2 separate regions of the Mus musculus genome follow, and region 2 is linked to region 1. The links are chromatin contacts, called in public promoter capture Hi-C maps. All regions are on one chromosome and are shown on one strand. The core of a region is the stretch at or near the end of the contact, and the rest is flanking DNA. Distances in the headings are between cores, read along the strand shown. Region 1 overlaps Daam1 (dishevelled associated activator of morphogenesis 1). Region 2 overlaps Daam1 (dishevelled associated activator of morphogenesis 1).

What was found. Capture Hi-C pulls out chosen DNA fragments and counts their contacts.
Region 2: a contact with region 1 is called in a promoter capture Hi-C map of adipose tissue. The contact joins two enhancer-like sites. A contact is called at or near these places in 8 of 484 Hi-C or Micro-C datasets (3T3-L1-derived adipocytes, brown adipocytes, immediate neuronal precursor and 3 more), 2 of 115 datasets of contacts at active chromatin or transcription factors (both in embryonic stem cells) and 3 of 9 other capture datasets (adipose tissue, liver and macrophages).

The regions. Positions count from the first base shown.
Region 1 is chr12:71,883,654-71,888,562 of GRCm38.p6, reverse strand. All of the region lies in intron 1 of Daam1 (dishevelled associated activator of morphogenesis 1), which reads right to left. Among named protein-coding and RNA genes, the nearest start is that of Daam1, 55 kb to the right of the region's middle. Within about 2 kb of position 2,637, at least 88 of the 459 cell types and tissues checked have an H3K27ac peak or open chromatin away from gene starts, as enhancers often do. A contact at or near this core is called in adipose tissue and muscle stem cells, where this site is marked.
Region 2 is chr12:71,952,341-71,957,249 of GRCm38.p6, reverse strand. Daam1 (dishevelled associated activator of morphogenesis 1) reads right to left here. Exons shown (of 26, transcript NM_026102.3): 15 at 4,691-4,798. Among named protein-coding and RNA genes, the nearest start is that of Gm40440, 85 kb to the left of the region's middle. Within about 2 kb of position 2,844, at least 40 of the 459 cell types and tissues checked have an H3K27ac peak or open chromatin away from gene starts, as enhancers often do. A contact at or near this core is called in adipose tissue and muscle stem cells, where this site is marked.

The DNA.
Region 1 (4,909 bases), core at 1,388-3,887:
ATGTGAGTAATGGGAGCTGAAGAGGGCAGAGGCCCAAACTCAGATGGCTCACACACAGCAATGCCAGCCCTGGCCAACTGGATTTTCCTGCCCTCATCATCAGACTTCTGTAACACCTCCTAAGCTTAGGCCAACCACAAGTGGACACATGCCGCCATAAGACCTTGGTAGTAGTTGCACGGCGGAGCCCATACATTAGACTACACTGTTTTCCTTTTTAGGTGCACACTTGTGCACACACAGGACAACTTTCAGGGATTAGTTCCCTCCTTTTACCATGGGTTCCAGGGCTTGATCTCAAGTCATCAGTAACAGCAGTGAGGGCCTTTATCTTCTGAGCCATCTCAACGGACCATGTTTCTCTTCCTTATCAGACCATTTTCAGAACTCACTCTAGTTATGCCACTTTCATGGGACAGGTACACACTCTTGCCACACTACTACACATCACATATATAACAGTGCTTTGGGAGTCTGCTTTTCCACTAGACTCAGGGACGCTGAGGGCAGGGACAAATCTTGTATACTTTTAACAAATGCTTGCTGAATGCAAAGCATGAATGAGCCTGACCGCAATGGCTCCTCCCACAACTGTCTTTGGATTTGGTTTTACAACACCAGAACACTTATAACCATTCATAACCAACTGGAGCACTGAGTACTCCTCAGCCACTAGTCAAGGTTTTGATGCTGGCAACAGCTCTGCAGATGGAACTCACCCTCAAGGTGTTTGAAAATTCCCTGGGGCATAGCAAAAGATTCCTGGGGAAATTGGCTCATCTCTTCTCTGTCAACTCACTCACAACTAAGCTCTATGGGAAGTCGACTCACCGCAAAATCCTTTAGGTATTTCCCCAGTTCCTTACACTTAGAAAATCCTTTGCTTAAGAAAAAAAATGTTCAATTTGTTATCTTCATTGTGTCCCCTCAACGTGCCAGACAGAGCTAGAGACATAGATGGAGCCCCACTCCAGACAGAGCTAGAGACATAGATGGAGCACCACTCCAGACAGAGCTAGAGACACAGATGGAGCACCACTCCAGACAGAGCTAGAGACATAGATGGAGCACCACTCCAGACAGAGCTAGAGACATAGATGGAGCACCACTCCAGACAGAGCTAGAGACATAGATAGAGCACCACTCTGGGAGCTCACAGCCTAGAGGAGATGACGAGGACCAGGGCAGCTGGCCCTTCTCTTTACTAGAGAGGGCACATGTGGTTGCTGAAACTAGGAACCTGTGTGTCACATTTTGGCTCCTTTTTAATGAGATCTGTCTGAAAGAAAGGATGAATTCCACCCTGACAGCTGGGCCCTCAACCACTTCTCTAATCTCAGCTTCTGGCACTAGGGCAGAGGAAGAAGTCACCTCTGGGACATCCCGATGCAATCCATCTACAGTATTACAGATGACTACGGCTATGCTGAGCACAAGGAAGCAATTAAAGCTAAAGGTTCTGCAGCAGGTGCACTTTGCTGAGCAAAGGGTGAGCAATGCTGTCCATCTGTGGTCTAGCTCAAAGTCAGTCATTTGTACTTTACCCAAACAAACAAGACCTCTGAGTACAGCAATATCCAGAAAGTAAAGCCAGTTTTAGGGAATGGAGAGGAAGATGATTAAGGCCTTTTTGTTTTTTTAATTGGCAAGAAGCTTCAAGTCTTTAAGAACACCTTTCCTAGCACTTTTCCTTTGACAGTGCCAGTGACAACACAGGAGATGTGTAACATTTGCTTTCCACAAAGCAAGACACAATGAGTACCCCATGTTAGGGGAAAACGTGGCAGTTCTGATGACAAACAGTTTGCACTGATTTACACACTGTTTTAATTGGTTCATTGGGGGCCTCCGCCACACATTTTAAAGATGTCTGTCCATCCCAAGGGAGCGGATCACTCACTGGCTATCTTCCCAAGGTTTTTCCACACCGAGAGTTGATTCAAAGGAAACTAGAGCCTACACAGGCTGGGGCCAGGAAAGGAGCGAGAGGCATGAAGCTCCTGCCAGCCACCCACTAACCTAAGAGCCAACAGAGTTTCTGCATGTACTCACAAGTTTGGTAGGGAGCCTTGGTCCTTCTCTAGCTCTGTTATTCTCACCAGGACAGTCTGTTTCACAGTAAATTCTCCAGCTAAAAATCTCAACACCAAACACAGGCATTTCTGTACAATGGATGATCTCCGACATTTCTGAGACAAAGTGAGTTTAGGTCACTTGCACAGAGGGCCAAGGGCAAAATCTGTATGCATAAGAACCTTACGGAGAAGGGTGGGACTCTGTCTCCATCCCAGCTGCCGTACCAACTCCAGCTGCCGTACCAACTCCAGCTGCCGTACCAATTGCTTTCAGAACCTCCTCCAACATCAGTTTACTTTTCAGGGCGTCCAGTGCAGTTTGTGCTGCAGCAATACAACTCAAGACCTCTTATCAAGGAAATGTGAAAGGGAAAGAGCTTTGCTTCTTTCTCTGGCCACCCCTCTCCTCTCACATTCCGCTTGTCTGGTTTCATTTCCCAAGGACACCAGATGCCAAATGCCAAAGAGTCATGAGATACAGCCAAAGGTTGCAGAAGCATCTGAAAACCTACAGATTTCAACATCCTTTCCACCAGGAAACGGAAAGGGCGTTTCTCAGGCCATCCAGTGAAGAGACGGCCCAGCCCTTCCCACACACTTGGTCCCAAAACAATGTTCTAATGGGGCATGTCTTGGAGTGGCTCTGGGAAATTCACTCAGCAATCTGCTCACTAATCCCAGTGGCTTCTCTGATGCAAGAGGAAAAAGAGGAGGGCATCCCACTCTGGCCCCACCCAGACACCAGGGAAAACAAATTCCTAAAAGCCAAAATAGCCAAGGACCCCCTAAAAAATAGTACTTAGGGTCCACTGGTCATCCAGGCAGGCACAGGAGCGTACATCAAAAATGCAAACCTATGCCCTTCCTCCCTTAGCTTTTTACTAAATGAGGGAGGAGGGTCCAAGTGCACTCTACAAACACCCTCAGACCAGACCAGGACTCAACCAGCAAGTACATGTACTCTTAACTGTGTTTCCAAGTTCCTGCCTCAGATCCTGCCAGAAACCCTGCCTGCCCCCCTCCCTCACCACCTTTCATGGGGAGAGCAGACAAGGACACCACTAGATTTTCACCCTGAAAAAACTGGCAGGTCTAATCGTATGACTCAATGTGTTAACCTCAGGTTCACAGTATAAATCCCTAAAGCCTACAGAACAGTGTTCTTGGTAAGGATGTCTGTGTTGCTCACATGACAGAAACCAGCGTCTGGGAGCCAGGACAGCTCAATCATCTGGGAGAGAAGCCAAACCAGAAGTGTCCCAGGAGCTCTCTCCTCACCATGGAGGTGAGGCACTCATTGGGCAGCAGACCTGCTGATAAGCCAATTGAAGGTGAAGGCCAAAGTTCTCCCACTGGGTCCCTGTCTTCACTGTCTCTGAAAGACTCACTTGAAGCCTGTGCAGACAGACACCTTGAAAAGTGGAGGCTACAAAAACACAAGCTAAGAATTCCTGGCCAGCTGTGTTACACCAAACCGTCAGTTATTTAAGAAGACAAGCCTTACTCCTTAACAAGCAAAAAGATGTAGAGTCCTGAGTCACCCTAGAGCTTTCAAGAAGAGCCCGGAGTAAGACCATTCATCAAGGGGGAAGGACACGTGTGTTGCAAGACACCAGTACATGTTTGTTCCTTCCATGCTCTGGTACATGGTTGACGAGAGGGCCTCCTGAAGTCACTCTTCACAAACTCCACATCTATGGCTGCCTTGATAACAGCCCACAGCAAGCACGCCGAAGGAACTTCAGGTTTAAGATCAGTTCACACGAGCAGACAAAGCAGTGGTGCCGGCCACATAGAACACACCTGCATATGACGATGGCTGAGAAGGAGACACCATTAACTTCTTACTACTGGAAACAGTTCTGGCAAATTCTCAGAGAGAAGTTGAACAGATTGCATATTATATGTATTCTCTTTCGATGACTATGTTCTAAAACTTCAGAGTTTACCAGATAAAGATATGCTGGGGTCCCAGAAATGCCATAAACCCTGACCCCTCGGAGAAGTAACTTCTTAAGGACCGCGCTGCCCGTAAGCCAGAAACTGCTCAATCTTAGCCCTTCTCCATATCCTAACCAGAGATTATCAAGAATGCATAATCTATATTCCTATGCAGGCTTTCGGAGAGAAAATCGGCTACCAACATTGTGTAAAACTCGACTCACTGAACTGAAAACAGAAGAAAGGTCTGAGGCCCTTTTACTCCAGGTTACAGAAAGCACATCTGAAAAGCTCCCTTCTTCCAGTGACCTGTTTCACACCAAGTGACTGTAATAAATGCACTTGCCGGGGAGGAAACAGAAACAGTAAGTGGTTAACCTTAGCCTCCTTCAAAGGGCCCACTGTCCTCAGAGTCTCGGCAGCTGAGGGACTGGCAGCCCAGGAACTGTGACCTGGGTTCAAATTCTGACTCAACCTCTTCTTACAGAACATTAGGAGAGGTATTTGTATTTCCTGACTCAGTTTTATCATCCAAAGAAAAGCTGTATATGCTTTTTTTGTCTCCTCTATTTTCAAAGAAAGAAAGAAAGAATTGAGACATTTTATTATTAAAACCTGGATAGATGAATCCTTAAAAACAAAACTAAGACAAACAGTGAGATGGTCAGAGGCTGGAGACCAACATAGGAAAAACAAAAGCTAGATCACCTTAGGAAATGATTGGATGGCACAGTCAGTTCTCACTCGCTGAATAAACACGAGGTAGCCCTTCTTCTCTGTGGAGAGCCTCTCATAGGCACTGGACTAAAGGCTGCGCTAGCACTGTGTGCTGTGTGCCACCTCCTTGCTGTGGTCAGCACCCCCAAATACTCAGTAAGGATTGGTGATTTTTA
Region 2 (4,909 bases), core at 1,595-4,094, 68 kb before region 1:
TTAGTTAAGCTTTTGAACTGACAAGTCACGTTGCCCACTCTTTGTCTGAGTCTGTAGAGAGGCTGGTCCATCTGTAACCATGAGCGGCAATATGCATGGCAGCTAGTTGCTAAGTGGCACAGCCTGCGTTTCCAGGGAGGGTGAAGAATGCCATATGAGGGTTTGGTAACTGTTAGCCTTAAGACAGTACTTCTTTGAAGACCCCGTAATTAACATATTACAAATGAAATCACAAATGAGATGGTTTCATTAGACAGGGCACACTAGAAATGATGACGCTCCCAGGCTCACTTCAGGAACGCTAAGATCTGTTTAAAGCCTATTCCCTTGGAGATTAAAGGGGAATAGATATGAGCTTGGAATAGAATTAGGAAGTTGGTATTTGAATTTTCAGGGATCAATGCCTGTAAACCACTATAAACTCTTCCACAATGAAATGATGGCTTAGCCTTGCATAGATAATGATAATCTTTACATGAATGAATTTTAATCCTTTCAAACTCAAACATATGCTAATATTTACATACAATCCTTATTTGATACTTCTTACCACAGACCTTCAAACTACTTAAAAACTATGTTTGTTTATTTCTTATTTGTGTGTGTGCATGTACCCTATGCATGGAGTCAGAGGACAACTGTGGAAGTCTAGTCTCTCCTTCTACGAGGTGGGTTTGAACTCAGGCCATTAGGCTCGGTGTTACTTTACCTACTGAACCATCTCTGCAGCCTTACACTTAAATAAGCAAACCCAACAACACTCTTCACAGTTTTTCTGGTCTTTTGGTGCTAAGACTAAGAAGTATGCTGACTGAGAGCTGGAGATACAGTTCTGTGGGGGAGCACTTGCGTAGAATGTATGAAGCCCGAGACTTGATCTCTAGCACCGCAAAGCAAAGAGAGAAAACTGGCATCGCTGAAGAAGGGGGCGAAACTGTCTTATGAATTTTCAATGTGAAAACTAGATGCAAAAACTAACTTGACTATAAAAAAAAATTCTTGACTGTTCTTAAGGAAATTGTAGATCTGGCTGAATATTCCCAATGGGACACTGAAGGACTTAAAACTTACACTCAGGCACTGGAGTTGGAGAATGGAGCCTGGGTCAGTAGTTGTCTTTTGTTCCCTAAATCAAAGGATGATGGCTTTGAAATGTTACACTGTGTGGGGATCATAGACTCCTAAAGGAAGAGTTGTCCTCAGGCAAAGGGCAAGGCAGAGAGAGAGACTCTGTGAGCTGCTAGTGTGAAGACTTCCTATATGCAAATAGTCTCTTTAGCTCATCTTCCCTCTATCCATCTGTATAGATAGAAATGAACTGTTAGCATGTCAGGATGAAATTTCCCATTACAGATGTGAGGGCTATTTAACTGTATCTTCATAAAACAATTACACAGCATCTGATGCTATGTATTAAAAACCAGTCTCTTGGGGCAGACCTGGAGATCATGTGTAATGTAGTTCCAATGAAGAAAAGGTCTTGAGATTCAAGGAATTGACTTTCAAATGAACTTTTGGAATGTGCCCAGGGGAATAGTTGCATTTCATGAGAGGCATAGGCTTACACAACTGGCTCTCTACACCTTTAATGCATGCACTTAAAAGAAAATCCCACTCCCCACAGTCTGGTGGTGGTAATGAATAAAGCCACAGACTGAAGAACAAAGAGAAAGCGAGAACTCTGTAAAGCGAGACTGTCCTCAGTGTGGCTGGCGCCTGTTGGGATACTGAGGACACACTAAGCCCTGTTTACAGTATCTGCAATATAAGAATATCACCTCCTTCCTAGAGTTGGGATGAGAATTAAATAAGGAAACAAACACAGAAACTCCTTGAGCACTAAATTTTATGGTTGATGAGAATAAGAATTGTTTATATCATACCGAGTACCAGACACATAACCAATAGCAACCAATGTCTTGGTTCATATGACAATTACTTATGGTTGTCTCATCTCTGCTTTATACTATAATTATATTGTGGGCTCATGTAAAAGTTGAACGAATTTGAATCATCTGATCTTTTGACACAATTTTTATATAAGGGAGACAAACTAAATACCTGATTTGAATGACAGAATGGCTTGTAAGCTTATAACTATAGGCAAATGTATATATTTATGGAGGTGTGTGTTTATATATATACACGAATGCATACATTCCCAAAGTGTCACTCCTTATTTAAATTATGCTGAGTTATGTCAAAATCAGGCTCAGATGGTCCTATCAGATGCCTGTCGTATGATGTATGTGTGTTCCTCCGAATGCCTTAAAAATTCATTAACACAAACAAATGGCTCAAGTCCAGAGTTAGACAAGTTTCATATCTTTGGAGGCAGGAAAGAGCTAACATGGAAAAAGATGGATTCTTGGTATTCATTTGGTACTAGAAATAAGAGCAGTTTAAATGTGGTGATATTTGCATATTGTGTTGCCATGTCTGGAATGAACACACACAGGTCTTTGATGCTGTAGTTCTGGGGTGAAAGAATAACCTCATTTACTCTGACCTACATATTTCAATTAAGATGCCTGTAGCCTTTCATTTTCTGACTCTCAACAATGTAAATGCAACAAAGTGGCTCAAGTTACCCTCATTTGGAAAATAAATTGATGGTTTATCTTCTATTTTTATACCAGAAGGGGAATATTTAAAATACTCAAGAGGTGTGGGTGTGTTGACATTTGTCTTCAGAAAGTACTGCTGGAAATATGGTGATAGCCCGTCCTCACCAGTCTACCCAGTCTTAAGAAGAACGGAAATGTTCTGGTCTATCCTGTCCGGGATGAGTTACTGATTACTTAAACAGTGCTGGTTGCTAGGAAACAGTTACTCAGTTGCAGAGCTTTCTGCAATTGTCTCTCCCAGAACTCTTGAAAATTGTCCACATATTTGTCCCAGAGCATTTTTGGCAGCATCCTTCTGTGCTTTCTGCTGAAAGCCGGTTAATTATGAGGCTTGTAAACTTGGGCCTCTCAACCACCTGCCTTCATCACAAATGCAACCCACATGCTTAGACTTGAATTGCACCATGTGGAACCCTTGTCGCTTCCCCTCCATTGAATACACTTTTCTACATTTCCAAACCTTCACCTCAGACAACCTGAAGTGCGAAAGGAATGGGACTTGTAGCCAGATCATAAGATTACTTGAATTACATGGAAACCTGCTAAAATGTTATGCCTGGATCCAGGGACCTCCTTCCTAGGGCACCAGAGAAAGAAGGAGAACACAGAAGCCAATCAGAAATGAACTGGGCTGAGTAGCTGCAGGCCACGGGCTCTGAGCACACCTTTGTTTGTTCTTTGAGACATAAGGTGCACTATTCTCTGAACAAGCCCTCATCTCCTTTTCTGTCACCTTCCCTAGCTTGGCGCACAACAGTGCACGTGGCATCTTTGTACTTATGAAGGGGCTGGGTGAGGGCTGGTGAGGGTTAATGGCATCATGGCAGGCAATGGACTTTATTTTCCTAGTCTACTGAACCAGCACAAAAAGGCCCTGCATAGACACTCTCCCTCTCTCACAGTAAAATCCTCTGGTGAATAGCACCCTGTTTCCCACACAAATACATCAGAAACCATCTTGAAAAGAACCCCCCAGCTTCATTTTTCTCTAGTCTCTGTCCACCCATCTCTTCCTTGGTGCCTAGCATTTGGTTTTTGAGGCAGCCTTTCTGAGGAGCTAAGCCAAGAGAGCAGACAAGGAAGCCTGCTGCTTATTTAGGATGCTCCACCCTGCTCATTCACATAGGAGCCAGGCTGCCAGGGAAGCTCTCAGGAAACCCCTGTGCAGATGCCTGGCACTTGTTGGCCCATCTAAAGGCAGTGTGCTGGTTCACAGGTCCTCCCCTTTGGTCTGCCTTAAGAACCTTTCCACACTCCTGGACTCAATTTCCCCCTCTCCAGAGCTCTGACCTTGCCTCTCTCCTTTTCTTTGTTCCTCTGAATTCTCTATACCTAGCTACTCTGCTGTAACCTTTTCTACCCACACTTTAGACTTTTGGAGAAAGCCCTCTAGAGCAACAAGAGATTCTACACAGATGTGACCAGAGTGCATACAAGGAGGCTACCTACCAGGGCCTGTCCTTGTGTGCAGGCAATAGGTCCCACACCATGTTCTGGCCACCATTATGGAAGGATAGTAGTAGCTTTTCTCGCTCTCCTGTTATCATTAACAGCTTCACTCTTGCTCAGCTCGCACAATCGTACTAGTGAGTCTATAATGTTCATGATGTCTGGGTAAGACTCCTCTGTAGATTCTACTTAGCTGCCAAATTATAGTTCTTACCAAACCCCAAACTTCTCAAGAGTCTGTCTAGTCCAAAAAGCGTTTTTCTTCTGAGCCTAACCATTGGATATTTCTAACTCCGACAGCCCAGCATGGTTTCAGAAACAAACACTGCAAGGGGATCCTAACTCGCCTAGAGATTCATTTTGAGTAAGCACATATAACATACAGTGCTGCCTATACATAAAGAAGATGTAGATCCACTACCATAGGAAGCTTCTCCACAAAGAGTCCACATGCCTTCCAGTGGTTCACATGCACTGATGGGCCACTGGACACGCACAGGGACAGGTAGCTGTGCTGCTTTACAGGAACGCCTTGGGGAGACCAAGCAGCATGGCCCAGGAGCCATGCCCAAGGACACAGGACTTTGGGGCATCTGGAAGGCTCATGTTGTTACCTGCTGTCTTTGGTAGGCAGAGAACGTTCTTTCTAGGTCTTCAAGGTCTAGAATTTTGAAGACTTTGGTATCATCAATTTCAGTCCATACTGTTCCATCCAATTTGTTCTAGAAACAGCAAGTTAACAAGTTCCATGATTGACAGTCATACAGAAAAAAGAGTAAGTAGGGTGGATTGTTGGTTTTTTTTTTTTTAAGTACCATTATCTCAAATTTATA